Linked DNA regions of Mus musculus: region 1 is linked to region 2. Evidence: chromatin contacts called from public promoter capture Hi-C data. All regions are on one chromosome and are shown on one strand. Each heading gives the region's core, a stretch centred on a gene start, on an enhancer-like site or on the middle of the called end of the contact. The rest is flanking DNA. Distances are from core to core; before and after follow the strand shown. Region 1 has its middle 14 kb from the start of Cxcr5. Region 2 holds the start of Ccdc84 (coiled-coil domain containing 84).

The links. Promoter capture Hi-C pulls out the DNA fragments that hold promoters and counts their contacts.
Region 1: a promoter capture Hi-C map of liver shows a contact between it and region 2. The contact joins the enhancer-like site here to the promoter of Ccdc84 in region 2. A contact is called at or near these places in 6 of 39 promoter capture datasets (the 3T3-L1 cell line, the HPC-7 cell line, fetal liver and 2 more), 6 of 115 datasets of contacts at active chromatin or transcription factors (bone marrow-derived macrophages, effector CD8 T cells, embryonic hindbrain and 3 more) and 3 of 9 other capture datasets (adipose tissue, liver and pancreatic islet).

What each region holds. Positions count from the first base shown.
Region 1 is chr9:44,536,416-44,543,865 of GRCm38.p6, forward strand. No RefSeq gene overlaps it. Among named protein-coding and RNA genes, the nearest start is that of Cxcr5, 14 kb to the left of the region's middle. Within about 2 kb of position 3,831, at least 17 of the 459 cell types and tissues checked have an H3K27ac peak or open chromatin away from gene starts, as enhancers often do. A contact at or near this core is called in bone marrow-derived macrophages and liver, where this site is marked.
Region 2 is chr9:44,413,015-44,420,422 of GRCm38.p6, forward strand. Ccdc84 (coiled-coil domain containing 84) reads right to left here and starts at 5,055. Exons shown (of 11, transcript NM_201372.4): 1 at 4,855-5,055; 2 at 4,619-4,782; 3 at 4,097-4,195; 4 at 593-659; 5 at 457-519; 6 at 123-187; 7 at 1-8. The coding sequence starts at 4,974.

The sequences.
Region 1 (7,450 bases), core at 2,581-5,080, 120 kb after region 2:
TGTGTACAACCTGTGAGGCTTAGTTTACTAGTTTATAATGTATTTGAGTAATACATCTTAGTATTGTTTGTGTAAAATATCATGTATATGAATCTTTCTTTTTTAAATAGAAATTCTTCCTAGGTATAAATTGCTTTTACATACACATATCTATACACACCACATATACATACTTACACACTCACACACATATACACACACATACAGAGGGAGAAAAAGAGAGAGAAACAGACACAGAGAGAGACTATATGTTAAAAGGGGGGTTGGTCTAGGCATGGTGGCTCACACCTGTAATCCAAGAACTAAAGAGACTGGGGCAGGAGGATCACCATGAATACAATGTCACTCTAGCCCACAGAGTGAGGCTCTTATATGAAAATTTTTTAAAGAAAGAAAAGAAGGTTGGGAATAGCAGGAGGGGTAGGCAGGACTCTGAGGGAAGACCTGCGTGCAGCAGACGGTAGCATACATCTGAGTGAGAGGACAGAGAGCTATAGGCATCAGTTGGAGCAGAGGAAGTGTAAGAAGGGATGGGAGATGAGGAAGGCAGGTCTGAGAGGGCCTGAGGGGACAGCTGGGAACACAGCAGAGACCACACTACAGACCCTCACAGCGATGCTGACATCAAGGCAAGATAACGAATCACCGACTACATACCAGTTTCAACAGACCACTGACAAGGTCTCCAATGAAGACGGGTGGCAGGTCCTTTGATAACAGTGATTTATTCGGTGGGCCTGACCATTCCAGGTACTGACCTATGTGCTGGGGAAGTGATGAGAAACACAGCCACACGAGGCGTAGCCCGTGCAGCACCGTGGAGATGGGCATTAAACATAAACCATGCACTTAGTGCTGACAGAAACTCATAATGTAGTTGTAAAAACCTGCGCGTTCTATGAAGAGAGAAGGCAGCAAGCTAAGAACAGCATTTAATCCTCATGACCTAACAACTGGACCGTGATCCCTGAGACTGATTCATATGGGAGGCCCCTCACATTCATTGCGCCACACGAGTGCATCGTCCCAGCCTATAGAGAAGCCGTTTGGGAGTTCTTAGTGTATTTTGTTTAGGACGAAAGGCAGCCTTGGTAGCCCCAGGTCTATCCAGCCAGCAGGGAGTCTGGGCTAGTTCTGATGTGGGTCATTGTGCTTGGCTGAGCTGGGCAGCTAACCGACTGACTCACTCACAGTTCTTTTAGGCTGTGTACCCAGGCTTTCCTTGATCTCCCGGCTCTTCAGCCTCAGCTTCCTTTTTAGATCGCAAACTTGAGCTGCCGTGCCTGGCTCCCGAAGCTTCTACCATGGATTAGGTCAAGGGCACAAACTCTGGCTCTCCCATTTTCGGTTCTCAGAGCCTTCACAAGCATGAGAGAGGCTGCGGTCAATGACCGGGTGGTTAGAGACTTAGGCCGTGGGTGGCCCAGAGTAGGGCAAGAGGGACAAAGTGACCTGGAAGCAAAGGCAGGAAATGGCTGACAGACGTTTCCTGATGTGGTTGTCCTGCAGTGAAAGTGAGCCAGGCCCCAGGTGGAGGTGATAGGCCAGCGAAACTCCTCACCGCATTCGTTTCGGGAGCTGTGGAGGCGCCCCACCTGCTCTATCTGCACTCTGATCACACCGCATGAGAGAGAGGTTTCCAAATGACTTGGCCCCTCGGCTCCAGGAAGGAAGTGTTCCGGGCTGCAAATGGGGGCCTGTGCGTGTGGGTCAGGCATCTGCAAGTGAGCAACTGATGACACAGCACTGGGGGACAGGGCTGCTGACAGAGTGAGATGGGATCTGGAGAGAGCAGAAATGGAGGGGCCATCTGGCCTTCCCTCACAGAGGGTCACAACAGGAAATCCTGTCAACATCTCTTGACTAACAGTGACAGACGTGGTCAGCTCTGCGGCCTGGCCTATTAGGTCTTCTGTACGTAGTCTAGATTCATCACTTCTGTTTTCCAGGTAATAGGCATGTCTCTCGTGCTTTTCCAAATTTATGCCCTGCCATCCCTTCTAACAACCAGGACTGTAATAGCTTTCCCTCTACCCGTATCTGTAAGCCTTCCCACCTCTGACCTTTGCTTATAGGCTTTCCTTCTGGAATCTCCAGATCTCCATATGTCCAAAGCCTAAACAACCTTAAAGCCACCTCAGTGGGCCTGCCTTCCTCCACAGTCTCTAAAGTCAAGGAGGCGCCTGCCCCACCTTGACCTGGTTCTTTTCCAGCATTTTCTCATGCCCTACCTTATTTTCACGTTATGGAAGAATTACACACTCTTGCTAGGTTGTGAGAGGCTCTAGTGGCAAAGCTGTTTGTGACCCATTCTTCCCCTCTTGTCCCCAAAGTTTTACACACCATAGGTGCTCCAATCATCGTCTTTGATTGACCGAGTGGATGGATGGACTGATGGACAGAAAAGGGGGGGGGGTTCTGGTGTACAGGGCCCCTGCCTGTAAAGCTCATGTTGAGGCTCCCAGCAAGGTTGGGACTTGGAACTGAAGGTTTGTATGGAAGCTTTGCTGGTCAGTAACCCCATGACGCTTGGCAAGTGTCTGTGCCCTTCCTTGTGTGTACACAGTATAACTCCTACCTGGAAAGGAGGCTTGCGAGTGTGCACAGTGTCTAGTGGGTGCTGGGCAGCTGTGCCCATGGGTTTATCCAGGCAGGCCTCCCCCGGTGGGGGAGGGTAGGCACTGACTTTCCTGTGGAGATGGGTATGGAGTTGCCAAATGCTTCCTCCTCTATTGAAAACATTGTTTAGAAGTTTTCCATTCGCTTATTCATGGAGGGGAGAGCGTGAATGCCATGGTGGAGGTGGAGGTGGAGGTGGAGGTGGAGGTGGAGGTGGAGGTGGAGGTGGAGGTGGAGGTGGAGGTGGAGGTGGAGGTGGAGGTCAGAGGGAGCTTTGCAGGAGTCGGTTCTTTCTTTCTCCGGTACGGGTCCTCAGGCCGACAGGCTCCGTGGCGAGTGCCTTCACCCAATGAGCCATCTCCCTGCCTTGCTGCTTAACCACCCTCACAGTGCCAGGTTCATAGGCAGACTCAATATGCAGCAAAGTTTGTTGAAGGATGAACAAAAGCGTGGGAAATAAGCCTTTAACCTTCGATTCCTGCAGCAGTGGTTGTACATCCACAATAGGCTTGAGGCCCTCGGTTCTGTCTCTAACAATCATGGGGGGCTGGTTGTGGGGGGAAGAACACTTGCCTGAAATCCTACATTCCCTTAAGCAAGGGACCTAGGAGACTAACCAAGACAGGCAGAATTCTTCAGGCAGCAATGCAATCCCACAATCCTCCAGGGTCTTCAGCTGCCACAGAGCAGGTACCACTGAGACTAGAGCCAGAGAGGCATGGAAGCTAGCTCCACAGGAGGGCAACTCACAGGGCCTAGTTAGTTCACCATAAAACACTTAATGATTTAGACTTCCCAGACTTGGGATGGGGAAGAGAACAAGACAATGGACCGAACACCATGACCCAGCCCAGTGCCTAGAAAATGAACTTGCTGTCCTGGAGACAGGCTCTGGTCAACTGCAGGGGGGAAACTCAAATAATTGAGTTCTTGTCTGAGGAGGCTGAGTTGGGAAGATATCAAAGAGAAAGCCTCAGAAATGACCCCAGCAGCTAATGAGGGCCCCTCTGATCCATGATTACTGAACTGTGAGTGAGTGGTGGGTACTGTGTATTTGAGAGAAGAGGACACTGGGGGAGCCCAGCCTCACTCCGGGCTTTTCCCCAGTCACACTGGCCCTGGGAGGCAGCTGGAGGTCTCAGATGGCAGCTGCCTACAGCACTGCTGGGCACAGGGCAAAGGGCACAGGTGTTCTTCTTCTTACCAATTTACTCTCAGAACTGGCAAAGGGCACTGGAATGTGTCACTTTAGTCATAGCTTCTGAGGGCAGGGTACACACCAGGCCTCTCTGTGAGCTACACATTTGTGTTTAAGTAAAAGCAACTAGAACCCAGGGAGGGAAAGAATTTTTTTCAAATGGCTTTTTTTTTTTTTTTTTTTTTTTTTTTTTTTTTTTTGGTCTTTCGAGACAGGGTTTCTCTGTGTATCCCTGGCCGTCCTGGAACTCACTCTGTAGACCAGGCTGATCTGGAACTCAGAAATCCACCTGCCTCTGCCTCCCAAGTGCTGGAATTAAAGGTGTGTGCCACCACTGCCCAGCTCAAATGGCTTCTTTTAATTATTTCTGAAAAATATAATTCTACATCATGAGTACACATGATTTTTCTTTAAAGTTATTGAAATAAAAAATATTTAGATTTATTTTATTACTTTATGTGCATGAGTGTTTGCCTGCATGTGTGTGTGTGTGCACACCACATGTTGTGTAAGTATCCAGACAAGTCAGAAGGGAGCCTTGGATCCCCCAGGACAGGAGTTACATTACAGATGGTTGTGAGTCTCCGGTAGACACTGGGAACCAAATACTAGTTCCTCTGGAAGATCAGCCAGTGCTTTTAACCACTGAGCCAACTCATCACTTCCTAATTTGCTTTTTATGTGTGTGTGCCTGTGTGTCTATTTTTACGTGCATGTCTGTGTACTATATGTGTACAGGAGTCTGTGAAGATTAGAAGAGGGTGTTGGATCCCCTGGTCTGGAGTTACAGGTAGTTGTGAGCCTCGTGTGAGTGCTAGAAATTGAACCTGTGTCTTTAGTAAGAGCAGCCAACTGAGCTGCCTTTCCAGCCTGAGAATACATTGTTTTAAAATTTTATTCATTTATTATTTTAATCTTTAAATTCTGTTTATACTGTATGTATATGGGTTGTTTGCCTATGTCTATGCACACTACCTGCGTGCCTAGTTCTCTAAGAGGTGAGATGTAGGGGTCGGATCCCCTGGGATTGAAGCTTGTGAACTCCATGTAGGTGCTGGGACTTGAACCTGGCTTCTTTGGAAGAGCAACAACTGCCTTAGCAGTAGTTTTTATCTTTTTAATGAATTAATTTAAAAATATTTTGAGCCTGGTGCTGGTGGCACTTGCCTTTAATCCCAGCACTTGGGAGGCAGAGGCAGGCAGATCTCTGAGTTGAGGCTAGCCTGGTCTACAGAGTGAGTTCCCAGACAGCCAGGGCTACACAGAGAAACCCTGTCTCAAAAAACGTAACAAAAAATGTATGTGTAGACCTGTATGTCTGCTGGTGTTATGTGCATGTGAGTGCAGGTACATGGGCAAGAGGCATCGCAGCCTCTGTAGCTGGAGTTACACACGATTATACCATGTGACAAGCAGTACTGGGAGCTGAACTGGACCTCCAGAAGACCAAGCAGCAAGTGCTCTTAGCTGCCGATTCCCATCTCCAGCCCCCCACCTTTTTTCTTCTTTATACTACTTGTAAGTTACTAATCCTAAGTTACATGTAATTTTGGAACACTTTTCACTTAGGATGGTCTCATAAACACTGGAGGTTTTCCCCGTGAAATGCCAGTGCCTAATAGCATCCCCTTCTTCCTCTTGCTATTTCCAAGATGCTAAAGTAATTATTAGAATTAACATGTGCTGGCTATATCTAATCAGTATTGATTATGAAGAGCCTTTTGGTCTCGTTTTCAGGTCTAGGCTCTGAGGAGGAAGCTGTGAGCACGCCTGATCCCTGTCTCCAGAGTCCTGTGAAGTTGGGTTCTGATGGGGAAGGACAGACAGTGAGCAAATGTACTGGGCAGGGTACTGGATTTACTCCTACAATAGAAGGGTATTAGTATCTGTGGAGCAGGTAACACGGGGAGCATACCTTTAATTCCAGTACAGGGAAAGAAGAAGCAGGTTGCTCTCTGTGAGTTGGAGTCCAGCCTGGTCTATGTAGTGAGTTACAGGCTAGGCAGGGCTATACCGTAAGACTTCATCTCAGAAAAAAAGAATAGAAAGAAGTAACACAAGATGAAGTGTGGGAGGGGACAAGCTGGCCGTCAGGAAAGCCCTTGCATTTACAGGGATGCATGATGCTTGCTGTGGTTCAGGGTACTTTATCACAGTAGTAGACATACAACTGTGGTACTTGAGAAGGCAGAGCAGAGAACTTTGGAAGGGTGCAAGAACACTGACCTTGGGTACCTGGGAGGTACCTGGGAGGGTCGGACTGCCCTTGAGTGAGGTAGCGGTGAGATGGGGAGACCTTGGGAAGGGCAGGTTTAAAGAGGAACATGAGTCAGCATTTGTCCTGCGAGGCTCTAGATAGACTGAGTGGAGCAGACTGTCTAGAAGCTGGACGTGGGAACAGAGAGCTCCTTGACCATGAGCCCTGGCCAGCACATGTACAGGATTTCAAGTTGATGAAGTGATTCTAGGCTGAGAAGAGAGCAAGGCTTGTGTTCCAGGGCACACCAGGGGTCAGAGGTGATGGATAATGTAGATTCACCAAGTCCTCCTGACGACTCTGTGTCTTGTCATCACCACTTTACAAGTGACAACACTGAGGTATGATGGGATTTTTAGGAACCCTGGCAATGGCCACACAGCAGAGCTGGGATTTGAACTGATAGCCACTTCAAGTGTCATGAGCTTAGACCCCATACTACAGGGGTGTGCTCTTTCAAATGCACACTTTTTCCAGGTAGAGAAACTGGGTCTTAAGGAAAGCAATCTGTTAACACTGCTGGCAGGGCTGTGGTAGAAACCCTCTTCTTGCTTTTCCTTTTCTTCTCTTACCCCCCCCCCCCAACTTTGTTCTGGCAGTGTTTTGAGACAGGGTTTCTCTGTGTAGCTCTGGCTGTCTTGGAACTCACTCTGTAGACCAGGCTGACCTTGAACTCGGAGATCTGCCTGCCTCTGCTTCCTGAGTGCTGGGATTAAAGGTATGAGCCACTACTGGCCAGCTAAACTTTTTTTTTTTCATTATACTTATGTGTGTGTATGTGGGGTGAGGTCACATGTGTTATCTTGTGCATGTGAAAGTCATTGGTCAATTTGTGGAGCCCGTTCTACCTTAGGAGAGTAAACTTGGGTTGCTAGGCTAGGTGGCAAGTGCCTTTGACCCACATCTACTAGCCATATCATTAGCCTGAGGCCTTATCTTTTGTTTTATTAATATTTATTATTGTTGTTGTTGAGACAGGTTCTCACTATGTAGCTCTGGCTAGTCTGGAGCTTATTCTGTAGAGCAGGCTGGCCCCCTACCTCACAGAGATCTGCTTGCCTTTACTTCCCAAGTGCTAGACTTAAAGGCATGGGCCACCGTGCCCAGCAGAACTCTGCTCTTTAAAAGCACTCTGTGACTTTAAACAGGGTGGAAGCCTCATGCCTCCTCCCATGTTCTTCCAAGGCTGGTGGGTCAGGCCAGATTCAACCCCTTATTCTTGTTTCCTCCTCTCCTGAGCAGGGAATCTGTGGTTGGACAACGACTCCTGACTTCCAGATGTGCAGATGTGGGCCTCAAACTCTCTAGCTATGGGTGACTTTGAACTTTTGAAGTTCCGATCCTTCTGCCTTCACGTTACACGTTGGATTACAGGC
Region 2 (7,408 bases), core at 3,805-6,304:
CTACATGGCTGAAAGACAGGGGAGCCAGGCTGGCAGATGAGGTCCTTGAGCACTGAGGATGGTAAAGATCAGATTGGCTCCCATTTCCCAGCATCTACCTCCCAAGTGCCCTGAGGACTTACCCGTTGGTCGCTTTCCAACTTTCAGGTGCTGAAGAGCCCTCTTCTGGATCTGACTCTGCCTGAGGCTGAGTTTGATTCAGGAAAAATAAATGTGTCTAAAGTGCTTCCGAGCCTGCCTGGGCCATGTCCCCACACTCCAGACTCAGTGTCTTATGAAAAGGTACTGCCCATTTTGCCAACCCCCAGCCCTGCCCACATCTCTGGACCTGCCCCCAGTGGACATGGTGGTGTGAACCGTTAGTTCTCTGAGAAGAGCTGACTTGAAATGCTTGATGGGGGAAGCCAGGCATCAGTGGATTTGGATACTGCGCTGGGTCCTCCGAGGGAAACCAACCTCTAAGACAGATCGGACCACTTCCTGCCGACTCTGTTCTACCTCACGGATCTGAGCTGCCATCTGTAGAAGAGAGAAAATGCTTAGAAGGGCTCAGGGTTATGGGGCAAGGTCTCTCAGAGGCCTTTCTTCCTACCTCTTTAATCACCTCGTCCTCCTTTTCCTCATAGGAATCCAAGCCCTTCACCATGGACTTCTTAAACCTAAAAATACAGGAATTATAAAGATAACTAAAAAGAGATAAATCCACTTAGAACTCCAGCCCTACTAGTTGTAAAGAACACTTCAGTAGATAGTTTTTAATTATGAGGGGGAAAAAAGAGACAATATGAATTGACTGACTGATTGATTGATTGTACATTCCGCCAGCACAGAACTCCCACCTCAGCCACTGAGTGCTGAGAATACAGGAATGAATCACCATGCTCAGCTCAGAAAACTGAGAATTTTCAACTCACAGAAACAAAACTGGTAAAGTGGAGCACCTTGCCTCTCACCTGGGGATACCTGTCACTGTCACATTGCTCCACTATTCTTCATTTATTTTCTTCTTAAATTTTTAATGGTTATCTTGCCTGCATGCATTTCTAGTTTCCTTGGAGACCAGAAGAGGGTGTTGATCACTTAGAGCTGGAGTTACGGCTGATTGTGAGCTGCACAATGGGTTCAGTATCCACTGGAAACTGAACTCAAGTCTTCTGCAAGAGTAGCAAGTTCTTTTAATCACGGATCTTATCCTTAGCCCCTGTAGACCTGGCTGTCCTGGTACTCAGAGGTCAATTTGCCAGGATCAATGGCTGTGCCACTATGCCAAGCTCATGTAAAGTTTCTGAAAGGAATATTACACTGCTGGTGAAGTGCCAGCACCTACCCTGGTACCAATGCCACTTTTTTTTTTTCTTTCTTTTGGATTTTCAAGACAGGGTGTCTCTGTGTAGCCCTAGCTGTCCTGGAACTCACTTTGTAGATCAGGCTGGCCTTGAACTCACAGATATCTGTTTGCTCTGCCTCATAAGTGTTGGGATCAAAGGTGTGAGCCAGCAAGCCTGGCTCACTGATGGTATTCTTGGCCACTTTACCTTTATACTTAAAGGCTATTTTCCTATTACGTGTATATGCCTTCTGCCACAGTGAAAGCTCTGGACCCCAACAACATATTTGTATTCGTTTTATACTACAATACTTAAAACGTAGGGCTGGGAAGAGATCTCAGGGTTAAGAGCACTGGCTGCTATGCTAGAGAACTCAGGATTGATTCCTCACATCCACATCCTGTCTCATAGAGACGGTAACTCTAGTTCCTGGGGATCTAATGCCTTCTAGTTTTAGAGGGCATCAGACATACAAATGGTGTACACACACACACACACAGGTAAACCCCATACACACAAAATCAAAAAAAAAAGTACATCCGACTCTTCCAGTGGACTCAAGTTCAGCTTTCAGCATCCATGTTGAGCAGCTGACAACAACCTGACTCCAACTCCAGAGGGATTTGATGCTGCTGACCATCTTGTAGAGTAGTACTCAGAGGCATATACCCAACACAGACATGGAAACACACAAATACACACACCCAATAATCAATCTCAGAAAGAAAAATACCACTATTGGCTTGGAGAGAAGGCTCAGAAATTAAAAACACATACTACTCTTGCATTCAACCCAAGTTCAGTTTCCAACACATGTGAGGCTGTGGTGTAACACAGCTGCCTGTAACTCCAGATCCAGGAAACTACCACCTCTGGTCTCCCAAGGACACGAGAACTCACACACAATACCCCAATTATTAAAAATAAAAAATAATGGATCACAGGGCCCCCAATGGAGGAGCTAGAGAAAGTACCCAAGGAGCTAAAGGGAACTGCAACCCTATAGGTGGAACAACAATATGAACTAACCAGTACCCCGGAGCTCTTGACTCTAGCTGCATATGTATCAAAAGATGGCCTAGTTGGCCATCACTGGAAAGAGAGGCCCATTGGACTTGCAAACTTTATATGCCCCAGTACACAGGAACGCCAGGGCCAAAAAGGGGGAGTGGGTGGGTAGAGGAGTGGGGGGGTGAGTATGGGGGACTTTTGGGATAGCATTGGGAAATGTAAATGAGGAAAATACCTAATAAAAAAATAAATTAAAAAAAATAAAAAAATAATGGCTGGAGAGATGGCTCAGAGGTTAAGAACACTTGATATTCTTGGAGAGGACCTGGTTTTGGTTTTTAGCACCCAAATGGTGGCTCACAACTGTGTAACTCCAGTTCTAGGGCATGTGACATCCTCTTCTGGCCTCTGCAGGCACTACATGCGTATGGCATATATACATACAATTCAGGCAAGACATTCCTACACAGAAAGGCTTAACTAATACCCCCACTGAGAAAGTGGAAGATATTAAGATTGAAGCTAGCATGGATTATATAATGAGATCCTGTCTCAAAACAGAGCTAGGCAATCCTGTCTTGGTTCAGGGCACTTGTATGCTTTTTCACACCTTGCCTTTTCTTTCCCTTACTTAGAAGGAGGAGTCAAATGTGGTAGTACTCGACTTTAGTCCCAGCACTCAGGAGGCAGAGGCAGGCAAATCTCTGTGAGTTCAAGGCCAGCCTGATCTACAGAGAAAGCCAGGACGATACAAAGAGACCCTGCCTCAAAAAACAAACAAACAAACAAACACAAAACCAACTAACCAAACAAACAGCAATTCATTACCCTCAATAGTAAGTTTTTATCTATCTTTATTCACTAATCAAAAATCCTATGATGGAGGCTGGAGAAACGGCTCAGAGGTGCAGTGCACTAGCTGATCTTTAAACACCTATATTTACGCATCCATATGGACACTCACAACATTCTGTGACTCCAGTTATGCAGGATCATACGCCCTCTTGACCTCTGAGCCTAGCAGTCCTCCTGCCTCAGCCTTCTAAACACCTGGGACTAGAGGCCTACAGCGCCATAACCCAGCCATCACATCTTTAGTGTGCTCTGTTCACTACAGAAGTTGGAGGGTATATTGATAAAAAGTACCATGAAAACACTAGATAGCAGTAGATTATAAGGAAATCCCTGCTGGACTTTGCAATACATTTACTTATTTTTGGTGTTCTGAAACATAACCACATGTGCTGGCCTGGACCTTAACCTGGTTCAGCTGGGTACTAGAGCTATAAATGGTCACCAACACACTGGAGTTGAGTTTCCCCAATTAGTTCTTGTTTTGAGATAAGGTTCTGTCTGTAGCCTCAACTGGCTTTGGCTGCTCAAGGATCCATTCTTTGCTTCCCTAGTCCTGGGGTTACATATGTGGACCATCACACTCCCTCAGAACTCCCCAATTTAAAGAAGCTCTCGTGGGGCTGGTGAGATGGCTCACCCGACTGCTCTTCCGAAGGTCCGGAGTTCAAATCCCAGCAACCACATGTTGGCTCACAACCATCCGTAACGAGATCTGACTCCCTCTTCTGGAGTGTCTGAAGACAGCTACAGTGTACTTACATATAATAAATAAATAAATAAATAAATCTAAAAAAAAAAAAAAAAAAAAAAAAGAATGGCATAAAAAAAACCACTTTAAAAAAAAAAAAAAGAAGCTCTTGTGCCTGACAAAGACCTGGATAACTCACGAACACGTAACTCACCGTGCATAATCCTGGGGGGAGATCAGAAACTTCTCTTTCATCTGGGCATTGGCCTTGTTCTCCCACCAGAATTTGTTGGTGGCTTTCTTGTGCTCTGGGCTGAGAATGGAGAGAAAGAGTAATCGTAGCTAGTCATTAAGAGAGTAAAACTGTACCGAATGTCAGAGCACTAGGTAAGTAATGCAGATTGGCCATTGGGTTGCTTCTGTGGGCTTGGCAGAGAGAAGAGGATTGTTTATACCAACCTCTTCAAGACCTCTATCTTGGGACTCCTTTCTTCCAATAAAGTGTGTGGTGGTGGTGAGAGGAGAGCAACCTGGCTTTTCTAGAAAGATCACCCACACCACTGGGACCGTGGAAGGGCTAAGATCCACTAAACTCCACGGTTGGCCAGGTAGTTCAGTCCATAACCCAACTAAGTCACAAAGTCGACCTTCCTTCTCCCCAATTTCAACTTCCCATGCCACACGTGTGTACAACTCTCTGTCTGTACGGGGGAGGTGGGTGTTTTCCAGTTGTCACCTGGCCAGATGTTCCAGCAGACCCCCGTGTAGCACTGTCAGGTTGCCATGGCTCAGGTGTTTTCGCACTTCGCAGCCACAGCACGGGCACCAACAGCACCGATCGTGCTCGGGGACATAGCGCTCCACCTGGGCGGCGCGGACGGCCCGGCGGGCGGCCTCCACCTGCAGGACAGAAGCCAGCTAGGACCCTGAAACCAGCCCACATTCCTGGCCTCCCCAGCCCCGGGTCCGCACCTGCGGTAGAAGCCGCTCCAGAGCCCCCTTCAACTGCCGCTGGTGCTTGTGGCTGTAGACGTGACCGCGACCACAGAAGAAAGTTTGCCGACACAGAGGACATCGCTGCGGTGGCGCCATAGACCCAGGACCCGGGAACACCCACACAGCGGCGGCTCGTCACCACCCACTGACCCCTGACCCTTCCGGGCCGGACGGGGCGGGGCGACCTAGGAGCTCCCGGTTCCCCTAGAGGCAGTAGGCGCTATTGCAATCCGTTCTGCGGCTGCGCGGAATATTCACTCCGGGCCCCCACCTCCCACGCACCCGCAGAAAACCCGGCAGCTTGTGAAAGAACGAGAAAGAATGCACGCCAGTTAGGACCTCAGATCGCACACTTTCAGGCGTTGACAAAGACCCAGTTTAGCGTAACAACGCAGAACTGGTAATTTCAGGGCGCACACTGTGACCCCGTGCTTTGTGCTAATGACCTCACCGAATCCTCACGTCGATGCTTTGTGGTGTGAGATTATTGGCATTTTACACATGGGAAAAAAAAAATCTACTCCTGAAGAAATGAGGACCTCTGAGGAAAGCTAGAGAGGTGTATTAAGCAGCCCCTCCAGCTTCCCTGAGACCTGCAGGGGTCTAAGTCACTGTGATATTCTTTTTTTTTTTTTGGTTTTTCGAGGAAGGGTCCTGGAGCTCACTTTGTAGACCAGTCTGGCCTCGAAATCAGAAATCCGCCTGGCTCTGCCTCCCAAGTGCTGGGGTTAAAGGCGTGTGCCACCACTGCCCGGCAGACTGTGATATTCTTAATTTTCAAAGGTGTTCTGCACAAGAATATTCTCTGTAAGTCATTTCTCCGAGCATTGGCTGGGAAATCTAATTCTGAAAACTTGAATGGTTACAGTGAATCATGCTCTATCGCCATTACAAGAATAATGTCATACGCCGCCCAGGTCAGACCCAATATGTTTTTCCCCATTTGTTCCAAAGTTGCTCAAAGCAGTCTGCTCCCAAGGTCTCTGCAATTAAGCTTACTTGATAGTATTTTCCTGCCAGTCTCCTCTACCAAATGCTCATTTCCCACCTGAACTTGGCTTGTGTGAAACAAAACCCAGCATCTTTACAATTAAGTTCCTTGAGTGGCCAGGTTTCCAGCGCCTGCATATACAGGTAGTCAAGCCCCACCCGGCAGGAAGGAAAAAAAAATCCTGTATTAGGCTTCAAAATCCTACCAATCCCTGAGTTTGTCCCAAAAAAATCAGACTATAGAATTCCACCAATCACTGAGTTTACCCTAAAAACATGCCACAGAATTCCACCAATCACTGAGCTTGCTCCTAGAGCAGGTCACAAAATTCCACCAATCCAGGAGTTTGCCCAAGATCAGACCATAAAATCCCACCAATCAAAAACTACCCTGGAAAGTGCCCCGCCAATCCCATTCTATATTATGCTTGCCTCGTATGTGGTTCCTTGCTGCTTTTTGCCTGGGTAGAGACGATCTTTTTCTTGTATCTTTCCCAATGCATCTCTTGTGTGAGGCGGTACTTTGTAGGATCCCTAGGCTCCCGACGACTGAACTTGGATCTTCGCAACAGCAGGTGCTCTTCACCACTGAACCATCTGTCCGGCATGAGTGTGCTCTCATTCTCTCCCTCCCCTTTTACCAAGATTTTGCACCTGAGCTAGCCTCTTACCTCACAAAGATCCTCCCGCTTCAGCCTCTGAGTGCTGCAGTTCTAAATGTAAGCAACAATGCTCAGGTTTTTGTAGTTTTTAATTGTTATTTTATGTATATGTGTGCTACATGAAAGCTTAGTGCCCTTGGAGGGCACAAGAGGGCATCAATTCTCCTGGAACTGTAATTACACACTGAGTGATAAGTTTTTCTCCACCAAAGAAATAAGCCAGTTCACACCGGGCGTGGTGGCGCACACCTTTAGTCCAAGCACTCGGGAGGCAGAGGCAGGCGGATTTCTGAGTCTACAAAGTGAGTTCCAGGACAGCCAGGGCTATACAGAGAAATCCTGTCTCAGAAAAAAAAAAAAAAAAAAAAAAAAAAAAAAGCCAGTTCAGCAAAATTAAGAGTAAAAAGGCAGGTTTATTTGGGGACAGGCCCCTTAATGACTTCACCAGTCACAGGGCTCGAAACACCAGAAGAGGTTGGAGGCAGATTATGGTGTGGGCGCCGATTGGGGTTGAGGACAGGGTAGGTGGTGTTCAGGGCGACTTGGCACCTGTCAGGAATGCTGGACTGGACCTTTCTGGTGTTTATCTGCTCAGAGGTTTTCTGAGTGGGTGGGGTTGGAGGGAGAGAGAAGAAATGGAATTTGCTGAACCATGTCGGGGCAGGGGTCAAGTTGAGGATTTCAACTTAAGGGTGAGCCATACAAGTGGGTGCTAGGAATTGAACTGATGTCCTGTGGAAGAGCTGCCAGTTTTTCTCTTTTGATACTGGGCAGCAGCATGAGCCACAGCTCCAGTTAGCCCTGGCATCATGAGGGAAACAACCCATGCTCTAAGGTGAATGAGGAAGTTCTCTGTGTTAGAGGCATTCAGAGCATTT